Regions from separate parts of the Mus musculus genome. Here region 1 is linked to region 2. The links are chromatin contacts, called in public HiChIP or PLAC-seq maps. All regions are on one chromosome and are shown on one strand. The core of a region is the stretch at or near the end of the contact, and the rest is flanking DNA. Distances in the headings are between cores, read along the strand shown. Region 1 overlaps Rngtt (RNA guanylyltransferase and 5'-phosphatase). Region 2 holds the start of Casp8ap2 (caspase 8 associated protein 2).

What was found. HiChIP or PLAC-seq counts read pairs in DNA pulled down with a chosen protein or histone mark.
Region 1: a contact with region 2 is called in an H3K27ac HiChIP or PLAC-seq map of trophoblast stem cells, with 6 times the contacts expected there. The contact joins the enhancer-like site here to the promoter of Casp8ap2 in region 2. A contact is called at or near these places in 2 of 39 promoter capture datasets (liver and neutrophils), 2 of 115 datasets of contacts at active chromatin or transcription factors (bone marrow-derived macrophages and trophoblast stem cells) and 1 of 9 other capture datasets (liver).

What each region holds. Positions count from the first base shown.
Region 1 is chr4:33,335,663-33,340,557 of GRCm38.p6, reverse strand. Rngtt (RNA guanylyltransferase and 5'-phosphatase) reads right to left here. Exons shown (of 16, transcript NM_011884.3): 7 at 2,586-2,695; 8 at 1,466-1,567. Among named protein-coding and RNA genes, the nearest start is that of Rngtt, 28 kb to the right of the region's middle. Within about 2 kb of position 2,372, at least 102 of the 459 cell types and tissues checked have an H3K27ac peak or open chromatin away from gene starts, as enhancers often do. A contact at or near this core is called in bone marrow-derived macrophages and trophoblast stem cells, where this site is marked.
Region 2 is chr4:32,613,228-32,618,805 of GRCm38.p6, reverse strand. It overlaps Casp8ap2 (caspase 8 associated protein 2), which reads right to left and starts at 3,336. Exons shown (of 11, transcript NM_001122978.2): 1 at 3,314-3,336.

The sequences.
Region 1 (4,895 bases), core at 1,123-3,622, 720 kb before region 2:
TTATATTGCTTATCTAAATACAAAAACCAAAAAAGAAACAACTATACATTACTATTAAATAGAAAAATGTTTGATGAAAAGGAAAAAATATTAAGGATTACAAACATGAACCACATATGGTTTCCTTTATTCTGCTTTAAAAAAAAAAAAACTTATCACCTTTCTTAGACACAGAATTAAACTTCTGCTCTGATGATCAGAACATCTGTAATCCAAATTGCTGAATCTGAAACTCATGGAACACTGATCTGAAACCACACTATTGCAAAACTGTTAGGTAAAATCTGTATGTATTTATTGGATCTAATTACCTTTAAGACCATTTCCATGAATCCCATCCCCAGCAAATCCAATTCCAATTATGTGTAAATCTTTCATACCACTCTGGCTCCCAGTATTTCAGATAGAGTGTTTACCCATAACAGCAATAAATATTAATTCTACAAGCTACTGCTCACCCACTAAGTGACAGGTACTGTGCAATTCTAACTAACATTACAAAACAAGGTGAAAGAAACCAGCATGGTTTTCCTACAGCTTATTTATAATAGAACAATAGTTATCATGTCCCATCTCCATGAAAGATCTGAAAATGGGGAAACGGAGTCAGGCAGAAAAACTGAGGAGTGATGTCTGAAGGAACAAATACCCAATTCTTAACACCATTATCCTAACAGAGTAGGGCATTTTCATGGGAAGATGTTCTCTTCTGGAGGTTTTATAAAGAAGACATTATGGGAAAGAAATAAATTAAAATTAAAATAGCCAAAGTTTTTTTTTTAAATAATGAAGACATCATTTGGCAATACAGAAAATACTGTGGCAGAGCTCACATGCATGAGACCCAAGATTCAATTCCTAGTACCACCAAAATTAGAAATAGTTTCTATGCTCTCCCAGAGGTCCTGAGTTTGACTCCCAGCAACCACAAGGTGGATCACAACCATCTGTAATGGGATCTGATGCCCTCCCTCTTCTGGTGTGTCTGCAGAGAGCAACAGTGTACTCACATACATAAAATAAATAAAAATAGTCCATATGGCTGAATTCCAGATCCACTCTTGCGGCTTTTTATACTGTGGCCTACATGTTCTTCCCATGCATGCAGTATAAACAGGTCTGATGGCTCATACCTTAACCCCTGCAATAGGACTGCTGCAGATTCAGAGTAGGTGAGGCTAGCCTAGGCTACAAAGAAATCCTTTCTCAAAAAGCTGTTAAAATTCATTTAGACGTATACAAAACTAACAGAAATCTGAAGCCAACTATTCAGCAGAACGAACTAAAACTGCTTATACAGCTTAGAATACCAATAAAATAAAAGCTATGTAATTTCTGAAACACATTTATTTTGCTGTTCAAGTCAGAAACTCAAGTCCTGAGGAACTCACTCTCCCTAATAATGCAATATTCATTCTTCAAGCATTAGTTATTTCTGTAATTATTTTTTAGTAGTGGAACTTACCGAGTGCCGTCTGCTTTCCAGCTTACTTTATAAGGCTTCTGCTCTAAAAGTCTAATATTTTGCTTGTCCATGGAGACAGGCTGTGCTCCAGGGAACCCAGACCTTAAAGAAAGAACATTAATTACTCTGTCATGGCTACAACTCATATAATGCAATCTTGTGTTAAACCAATCTCAAATGTCTCACATGTTGATCACAATGTTCTTCCTATCATGAGAGTAGTTTCAAATGGAGTAACATCAACTATCACAAAAGTTCTAACAGAAGACTATCATTCTCAGCCAGGAGTAGTGGTGCATACCATTAATCCTAACACTCAGGAAGGCAGAAGCAGGTAGATGTATGGATTCAAGGCCAGCCTGATCTACAGAGTGAGCTTCAAGACAGATACACAGTCTCAGGGGAAAAAAAGTTTAACAATTTCTTGACATTTTAAAATACAAGTTTACAATGGACTAAATTGCCACTGTTGTAATATAAATATTGGGCTAATTTAAGAATGTTATTATATAGGACTGGAGAGGGAACTCAGTGGCTAAATGCCTGTTATGTAAAAAGGAAGTGTTAGGGTTTCCAGCACCCATGTAAAAGCCAAGCCTGGAAGCAAGTGCTATAATCCCAGCAGTAGGAGAGGGGAAGGGGCCAGGGGTGCCCTCGGGTCTGGTACTGTTAAGGTAATTAAGCTAAAATTCAAGCTTTTCTCTGAAGTATGAGACACACCTGCCCCAGGCTGTGAAGTATAAAACACACCTGCTTTGCCCTTCAGGTCATGCGTACTAAATTTGAGGGGAAGCACAGTGCAAGCAGAGGTGGACACTGGGAGTCTTCCCCTGTTATTCTCCACTGGTAAGATCAGTCTGACATTAGTCAGCAGCAGCAGACACAAAGGGATCAAAGAAAAACTCTGCTGACAACAGCAGTGCTGCATTCTCCAGGAAGAGCTGAGTCATAGGACCCTGACTCAGCATGACCTTTACAGATTTCCTTGAAAAAACCTGAAATCCTCTTAAGCCCTCAATGTTCACACTAACTTTAAGAAGCAAAAATGCCCAATTAATGTCTGCATTAGCTGTGTTACACAAAGAATAAATTTTATTTAAAACTTGAAAATACTTCTTACCCTTCCCAGCCACAGAACTGATGACATTTCTGCTGCACCTCTCCTAACTTGGGTTGAGTTGTTACTTGAGTTACACCTTTAACAGTTATGCCTTCCAAGAAAATAGCTCCCTTTAAAGAAAAGAGGAAAAAATTACAATAAATATATAAGTGTGTATAAGTCTATACACACACATATAATTAGAGGACAAACATATTTACAAAGAAATAAATCAATTTATTCTCACAAACCTAAGAAGATTCATATTAAACAGAAACAATTTATTTTCACAAGCCTAGGAAAATTCATATTAAACAGAAACAGTCTGTCCACCTGCTGTACTAGTGACATCTATAACCTACCAGTTACAGAGGGGGCTCAGGCAAAGAGATTATAATTCTAAGGCTACCTTAGGCTATATAATAAGACCCAGTCTCAAAGCTAAAAAAAACAAATGGTGTACTCTAGGAAAGTCTATAAAATCTTCTAGGCTTGGGTTTTTATACTTTTTAAAACTAAAACATTAGTCTAAATGTATACTAAATTAGTTTCAGGTACAAAGGGCTACTGCCAGTAGTATCAATAAAACTATATAACAACTTTGGCTAATAAAGAGTAAGAAAATCTGGTCTACAAGTTGCAAAGTTCAACCTTCTGGCCAAGACTTGGCAAGCAAGGCACTTGGGAAGAGGAAGAAAAATATTACAAGTGATTTAGATAGATAGATAGATAGATAGATAGATAGATAGATAGATAGATAGATAGATAGACAGACAGACATCACTGTGTGGGAGCGGGGACTGAAGAGAAAGCCAACGGTTGAGAACACTGACTATTCTTGCAGAAGGACCCTGGTTTAATTCCAAGCAGCCACAGGGCAGCTCACAACTATCTGGAACTCCAGTCCCAGGGCATCCAACACCATTTCATACTCCCATGGACACAAGACATACAAGTGTTACACACACATACATGCAAGCAAAAGACATGCAAGTGTTACACATACATGCAAGCAAAACACTCATACACATAAAATAAATCTTTAAAAAGAAAACACACTTCTAGTATCAGCTGTGATGATACCTGTCATTCCAGCACTATGGTAGCTGAGGCAGGAAGTCCACAAGTTTAAGACCAGCCTGGGCTACACAGTAAGTTTGAGGCTAGCTAGGCTATATACTGACAGCCTATCTAAAAAGAACTTTTAAAAATCAGTTGTTTAATAAGGCTCTTTCTAGCATTAGAAACTAAATACCAAAAATATATTCTAAAAGCAAAGCTCTAAGACCTGTAATATACTGAGAATACTCAAGTTGTGTCAATATCCCTGTAAAATTATCTTAAATATGCCCAGCTGTGCCTTGTACCCGAGAGCCTCTCTCTCTTAACCATCATGCTTACAGTAAATATTAAAATATCTTTTTTCTTCTTTCATATGTTACATCTTCTCCCTTCTCTCCACCAAGTCCCTTCCACTTCCCAAGAACCACTCTTCCTGTTTCCCTTCAGAAAAGAGCAGGCCTCCCAGAGATATCAACCAAATACGGCATATCAAGTTACAGTAAGTCTAGGCACATACCCTCATATCAGGGCTGGACAAGGTAACCCAGTAGGAGAAAAAGGGTCCCAAAGGCAGACTAGAGTTGGAGACAGCCCTCAAAGAACACCAAGTTATACAACCATAGCATATATGCAGAAGATCTGGGTCAGACCTATTATATAGGCTCCCTGGTTGTCTGTTTAGTCTTTTTGAGATGCTATGAGCCCTGTTTAGTTGATTCTGTGGATTCCTTGGTGGTGTCCTTGAACCCTCTGGCTCGCACAATCCTTCCTCCCCATCTTCCATAGAATTCCCCATCACCTCCTGATGTTTAGCTGTGGGTCTCTGCATTTGCTCCCATCAGTTGCCTCTACAATGATAATTATGCTAGGCTCCAGTCTTTGAGTATAGCAGAATATCATTAGGATTCACTTCACTGAAATTCTTCCCCTAGTGTTTGGCTCTATCCTTGGACTCTGGGCTTTCCAGCTGCTGGTTCCTGGCCCTCCAGGCAGTGTCAGGCATGGGTTCCCTCTTGTGGCATGGGTCTCTAGATGAACCAGTCATTGGTTGGCCACGCCCACAAGTTCTGTGCCACCTTTAACCTAGCACATCTTGCAGGCGAGGTAAATTGTAGGCTGAAGGTTTTGTGGCAGGGTTGGTGTCCCAATCCCTCCACTGAAGCCTTGACTGGTTACAGAAGATGGTCGGTTCAGGCTCCATAACCACCATTACTTGGAATCTTCACTAGTGTCATCCTCATAGAGTCCAGGGAGCTTCCACTGCACGGT
Region 2 (5,578 bases), core at 2,087-4,586:
TAAAAATATTTATAATATATATTATTTATGTATTATATGTATTTGTATTTGTTTATTGTGTTTGTACAGATGGAGGTCAGAAGAAAACTTGGGGGAATTTATTTTCTCCTTCTACTATGTGTGTCAACCTCAGTCAGCTTGTCAGGTTTGGCATCAGCTACTGGCTAAGCTATCCCACCCACCCTGAGCTGTCTTCAGAACAGCAATCTAACCGTGCTCCTGCTGTGCTTAACCACCTTTGGGTGCTCCTTGCTGATCAGGACAATGAACACACTTGCTAACAGTTCTGCAGAGGTCTTGCATGCCAGTCCTGTACCACTGAACCAGTGTTATTCTGTTCATGGTTCTTCTCCAACCCCCAGCAGCCTACGCAGATCACATGAGTAGCTCTATGAGCACACTTGTTCTCTCCCGGTCAGCAACTCTGAAAAGTGCAGACTGTCTGCTCAATACTCTACCATTATTTAACTGTTATTTTGGCCAAAGTAATGTCCCCTAGGCACAATGTCGTCCCACTAGGTAAGGACCTCTGATATGTTCTTCTTTGGGTTTTAGGGAGCATATGGGTGAGAGCATTGAGACAGGGCTCTCCATGTAGCCCTGGCCATGCAGGAGGTCAATCTGTACACAAGGCAGTGTGCAAACCTAGAGTTCACTTGCCTCTGCCTCCTCAGTTCTGGGACCAAGGGTGTGCGCCACTTCACCTCACATTGTTCTATATCTTTATACCACTGTGTCCTTTCCCTAGAGGACTTCTTTCCACAGTTCAACTGTTGCAGAATATTTATCACACTGCAAACCCAGGATCTTGTTATTTACCTTTTTTTTTTTTTTTTTTTTTTTTGGTTTTTCGAGAGAGGGTTTCTCTGTATAGCCCTGGCTATCCTGGAACTCACTTTGTAGACCAGGCTGACCTCGAACTCAGAAATCCGCCTGCCTCTGCCTCCCAAGTGTTGGGATTAAAGGCGTGCGCCACCACGCCGGCTCTTGGTATTTACTGAAAAGCTCTGTTTCTAGTTGTGTGTCTTGGCCCTTAGCACACACCTTAATTCTTCTGGCTGGAATACAGACAGGCCCTCAGTACACTCCTGTAATTCCAAAAATGAAGGTAGAGTTTGTAAAAGGAAGCACCCATGTTTGAAAGCGGTGTCCAATTGAGTGGCAAAGTGCTGAATCAGAGAAAGATTTGACAGAACAGAGTATGCTCAACTCTCACAAGAGTAGAGAGGAAAGGGAAGCTACTAAAAGAGCAGTGCAGAGAGAAAAAAAGTAAAAAAGGAGAGAAAGCAGCTTTACTGGGACAGGTGTACAGAGACAGGTTGCAGAGAGAGAGAGAGAGAGAGAGAGAGAGAGAGCGAGAGAAAGAACAAGCTAGACACAGGAAGACAGAACAAGCCAGACAGGTCAGAAAGAATGAGAAAAGATGAGCTTACTCAGCAATAAGTCTCAGAGGCTGAAAACACTCCAGGACTAGATTAGATTGTACAGCAGCTAGAAGCTTTCAGGACTCAGGCAGTAAGCTTCGGAAATGACAATTACATCAGGTGATTAAAGTTACATTTAAATTCAACTCTACATTCCCGTGGGATTTGAGAAAACACGTCCACCTTGCTGACAGTACAGGCCCAGGTTGGACAAGGGTCATCTGTTTTGTTCCCCACCATCATCAGCTCTTAGCACTGTCTGGCATAGCGGTTAGTAGTTAGTAAGTAATAAAATAATTTGTTAAGCTAATGAAATGCCAAATTAGTTAAAGATGATTCCGAAATTTCTACCTCTGATAAGGTGGAAGGCATTCTTTTAATGGTAATGGAGAAATAAAGAAGACCCGGTGAATCACTTGTACAACAATCAGGTGAAAATGTCGGTCTGGGTTAGAAATAGAGTTGGATCCCTAACAGATTTTTCTTAAAAGAAAAGGAGAGTTAAGATGATTTGGGGCTCATTAGCATCATGGTGACAGGTATATTAAAAAAAAAATTACAAGTCAGTGAGTCTCCCAGGGTGGGAAGATAGGAGAAGAAAGAGAGAGAGAGAATATGAAAGGTAGAGGAGTGAGAGAGATCTTTCTATACTTCTTCTCATCTCCCATCTGAGTTACTACTGAGAGGAGTGGTACACCTTTGAAACATGCAGAGGCCAAGTTTTAAAAACCAAGAAGCTAATGATTGATTAATAACAGCTGCTGGGCTAGGAAGGTTGCTCAGTAGTGTGCAGTCCTCACAGCTTTGAAAAGGCCAGTCCCTAGCACCAAAATGTTCTTTAAAAATTTTACAGGTTGATAACCATTATCTGGAAGGATAAACAGCTTCAACAGATTCATAAGCAAATGCATAGAGAAAGGGGTCATCTAATCTTTTCTGAAAGCAGTATGAAGTTCAAATTTTTCAATACACAAAAGCATACATTTGTAGAAGGAAAACAACCAGGCAAAAGCTAAGAGGCAAATCTCACTCTAGGTTCTGAGGATGAGACAGGCATGAAAAGCAGCATACATTACACAAGTCAAGTATTGATATAAGTGCGCTAAGTACTCCTTTAAATTATCCTGAAGCTCCTATCAAGTCTATATTATTCCTTATCCCGTCTAAATAGATGAGGAACCTAACAGAGCCAATTAGAAAATCTGCTGCAGCCAACAGCTAGAAAGTGGAGAGCTGGGATAAATTCCAGTCAGATGTCAAAAATCAAAAACACCCCTTAAAACATAAATCTCTGGACATATCCCGTAAGATGGCAGGAAATACTATGGAAAAAAAATAATTTGGGGTATGGTAACAGAGCCAAGAAGTCTTGCCTAGTGGCCTAGTCCCTTCCAAGGCGGGGTTGAAGCTCATAGGAGAAAGGCCTTCAGCGAGAAGTTTGGTGTTGGTGTGGCGAGAAAAGACCGCCAAGAGGATCCTTGAAGCACTAATGCTTCCTGAGAATTCTACATTCCCATGTCAGGGATGGTTCGAGGCGCTGCGGAGAGCACATAAACAACTTCTTCTCTCAAGCTTTCAGCTTGGGAAACTGCCCCTGTCACTGATCGCCCGACCCTCGGGACAGCCCCTTCTCCACACTCACCGAGAGCTCGGCAGTAGGGACTTGGGAGACACGGGTGGGGGAGGGGAGGGGCGCGCTGTAGACCCGGCGATGTTCCGGGTGCTCGCCCCAGCGCCCCCCGAGACGCTCCGAGGGGCGCTCCCCGAGGACGGCAGCTGGCTCCTCGAGGCCCAGCCAGGCACAACCCTTCGCCCAGAGCGTAAGCCATCCCAGGCGGCACCCCGCTGCCTCTCCCCAGCAGCCCCGCGACAGGCCCTCAGGAACTTACCCGGCCGGCCAGCCCCGCACAGCGGCCGCTGTCCGGACGCCAGGCGCTCCGCCGTCTCCACCAATCGCAGCTCACGGTAAGGACGCCAGGGCGGGACCGAGCGCCGACAACCAATTAGATAAGACGCAAAGCACGTCTCGGCGCACACAGCCAGTTCCCGCCATTGAAGGCGGAAAAAAAGATTCCAGTTGGCGCCAAACTCTGGTACTTACTCTTCTGTGGCTCCGAAGGGAAGTGGGCGGGCCGTGACCTCAGTGACAACGGGGCGGGGTTTCTCCGCGGAAAAGACGTCACCAGAGCGGAAGTGGGGCGGGTCTGGGAGACGCTAATGAAAGGGAAAGTAAAGGTGGAGGCTCCTAGCTGTTTTGGCTGAGAGCAAGTGGAGAAGGCTTGAGGTCTTTAGTGTATAAATTGTGTCAGCTGCGCGCTAGACAGCGCTAAGATCTGACCTTTAAGATGCCATCCTGGATGGTGAACGTAGCGTAGAATTACTAATTCAGCGGGATAGAAGAAGGTTTTTGTTTTTGTTTTTCCGTATTAAACTTTTTTATGTAAAGCCGGGCGTGGTGGCGCACGCCTTTAATCCCAGCACTTGGGAGGCAGAGGCAGGTGGATTTCAGAGTTCGAGGCCAGCCTGGTCTACAGAGTGAGTTCCAGGACAGCCAGTGCTACACAGAGAAACCCTGTCACGAAAAACCAAACCAAAAAAAAAAAAAATATATATATATATATATATATATACATATATATATACAATAAATTATTTTTATCGTTTTTCCCCTACCCGAACGCATCTCTGATCCCACCTCCTTACCCACCGAACTTCATGTTCTCTTTCTCAAAAAAAGAAAGAAAAAAGGAAAAAGAAACAAAAAAGAAACCAGTAAGAAAAAACAAACAAAGCCAAGACAATACAAAACGAAACAAAAAGCTCAGACACAAAAACATGGAATTCAATTTATATTGGTCAACTACTCCTGGGTATTGTCCCTTCCCCAAAGTCTGGCTGATAGACCAGTGCCACTCTACTAAAGAAAACTGCTGTCTCCTTTCTCTGCAGGTTGAATTCAACTGCAAATACCTCCTCAGGCTTGAACCCCAACGGGTCTTATGAGGGTTATCGGCCTCTGCATTCATATATTTATTAGTCCTGTTGTGTCTGTTCCTTGGATGACACAGTTCTTGGAGTCATCCGCCACCTCTGGCTGTTGAGAGTCTCTCTGCCTCCTTTTGGGTAATGGGTCCCTGATCCTTGAGGCAAAGGGTTTGATGAAGGCGTCCCATTTAGGGCTAAGTGCTCCAAAGATTCACTCTCTGCCCATTGTTAGTTGCTTCCTACTGTAAGAAGTTTCTCTGATGAGTCTTGAATAATGCAGTGATTTAGGGGTATAGCGCTATGTCGTGATGAGTATTTTATTGGCCTTTGCAGAATCATAGTAGTAGTTTTACCTCTAGGCTTATGAACTATCTAGTCTCAGGTTCTTGGCCATTTGAGCAGTGTCAGATATGGTCTCACTGAGCAGACCTTAAATCCACACAGAAAATGGTTTGTTATTCCTATAGCATGCACGTCACTATTGCACCAATATGTGCAGGGACCCATGGCGTTGACCTGGCATAGATGCCTTGAGAGTCATGCAGCATAGGTTTCTCAGTTTAGAGTCCATGGCTCCTGAAGCACGATGCGCCTTCCCATTCCTGAGAGACCAAATGCTTCAGGCAGTGAAGTACTCAGTACTCTTTGTGTTTCTATGTATGGTCGCTCAGAAGCCAAAGAAACATGGAAGGAAGCTTGACAGAAAAATTGGTCTTAGCATTAATTTTGTATACCCTTTATAGTTTGCAGACATCATTGTACCCTGGCAACAGCAACTGTATTGAGTCTGGTAATTGCCATTAAATTCTGTTTCTGATAAAGGCGTAAAATGTCTAATTACTCTCAAAATTGCCACAGTTTCTCCCACTAGCCTAGTTTGATTTCTAACAGCCGTTTCTACCCTGGCCCGGTCAGTAAATGAAGGAACATACAAATATGTCTTGCAGGCATTCCTGTTGTAAATGGCAGGGTCTATGGCTGGGTAATATTGATGATCACCCTTCACCTCCAGGAACATCCAGAATACCTTTCCAGCACCGTACTAGTCAGCAGTGGTGAAGGTTCTAGTTGGGCACCAGCTTAACTTTCCCATGTTCTTAAATATCACCTCACAGTATTTTCACCTCATAGTGGTAGAGAATGAGTTCATGGCGTATGCGAAGCACGTG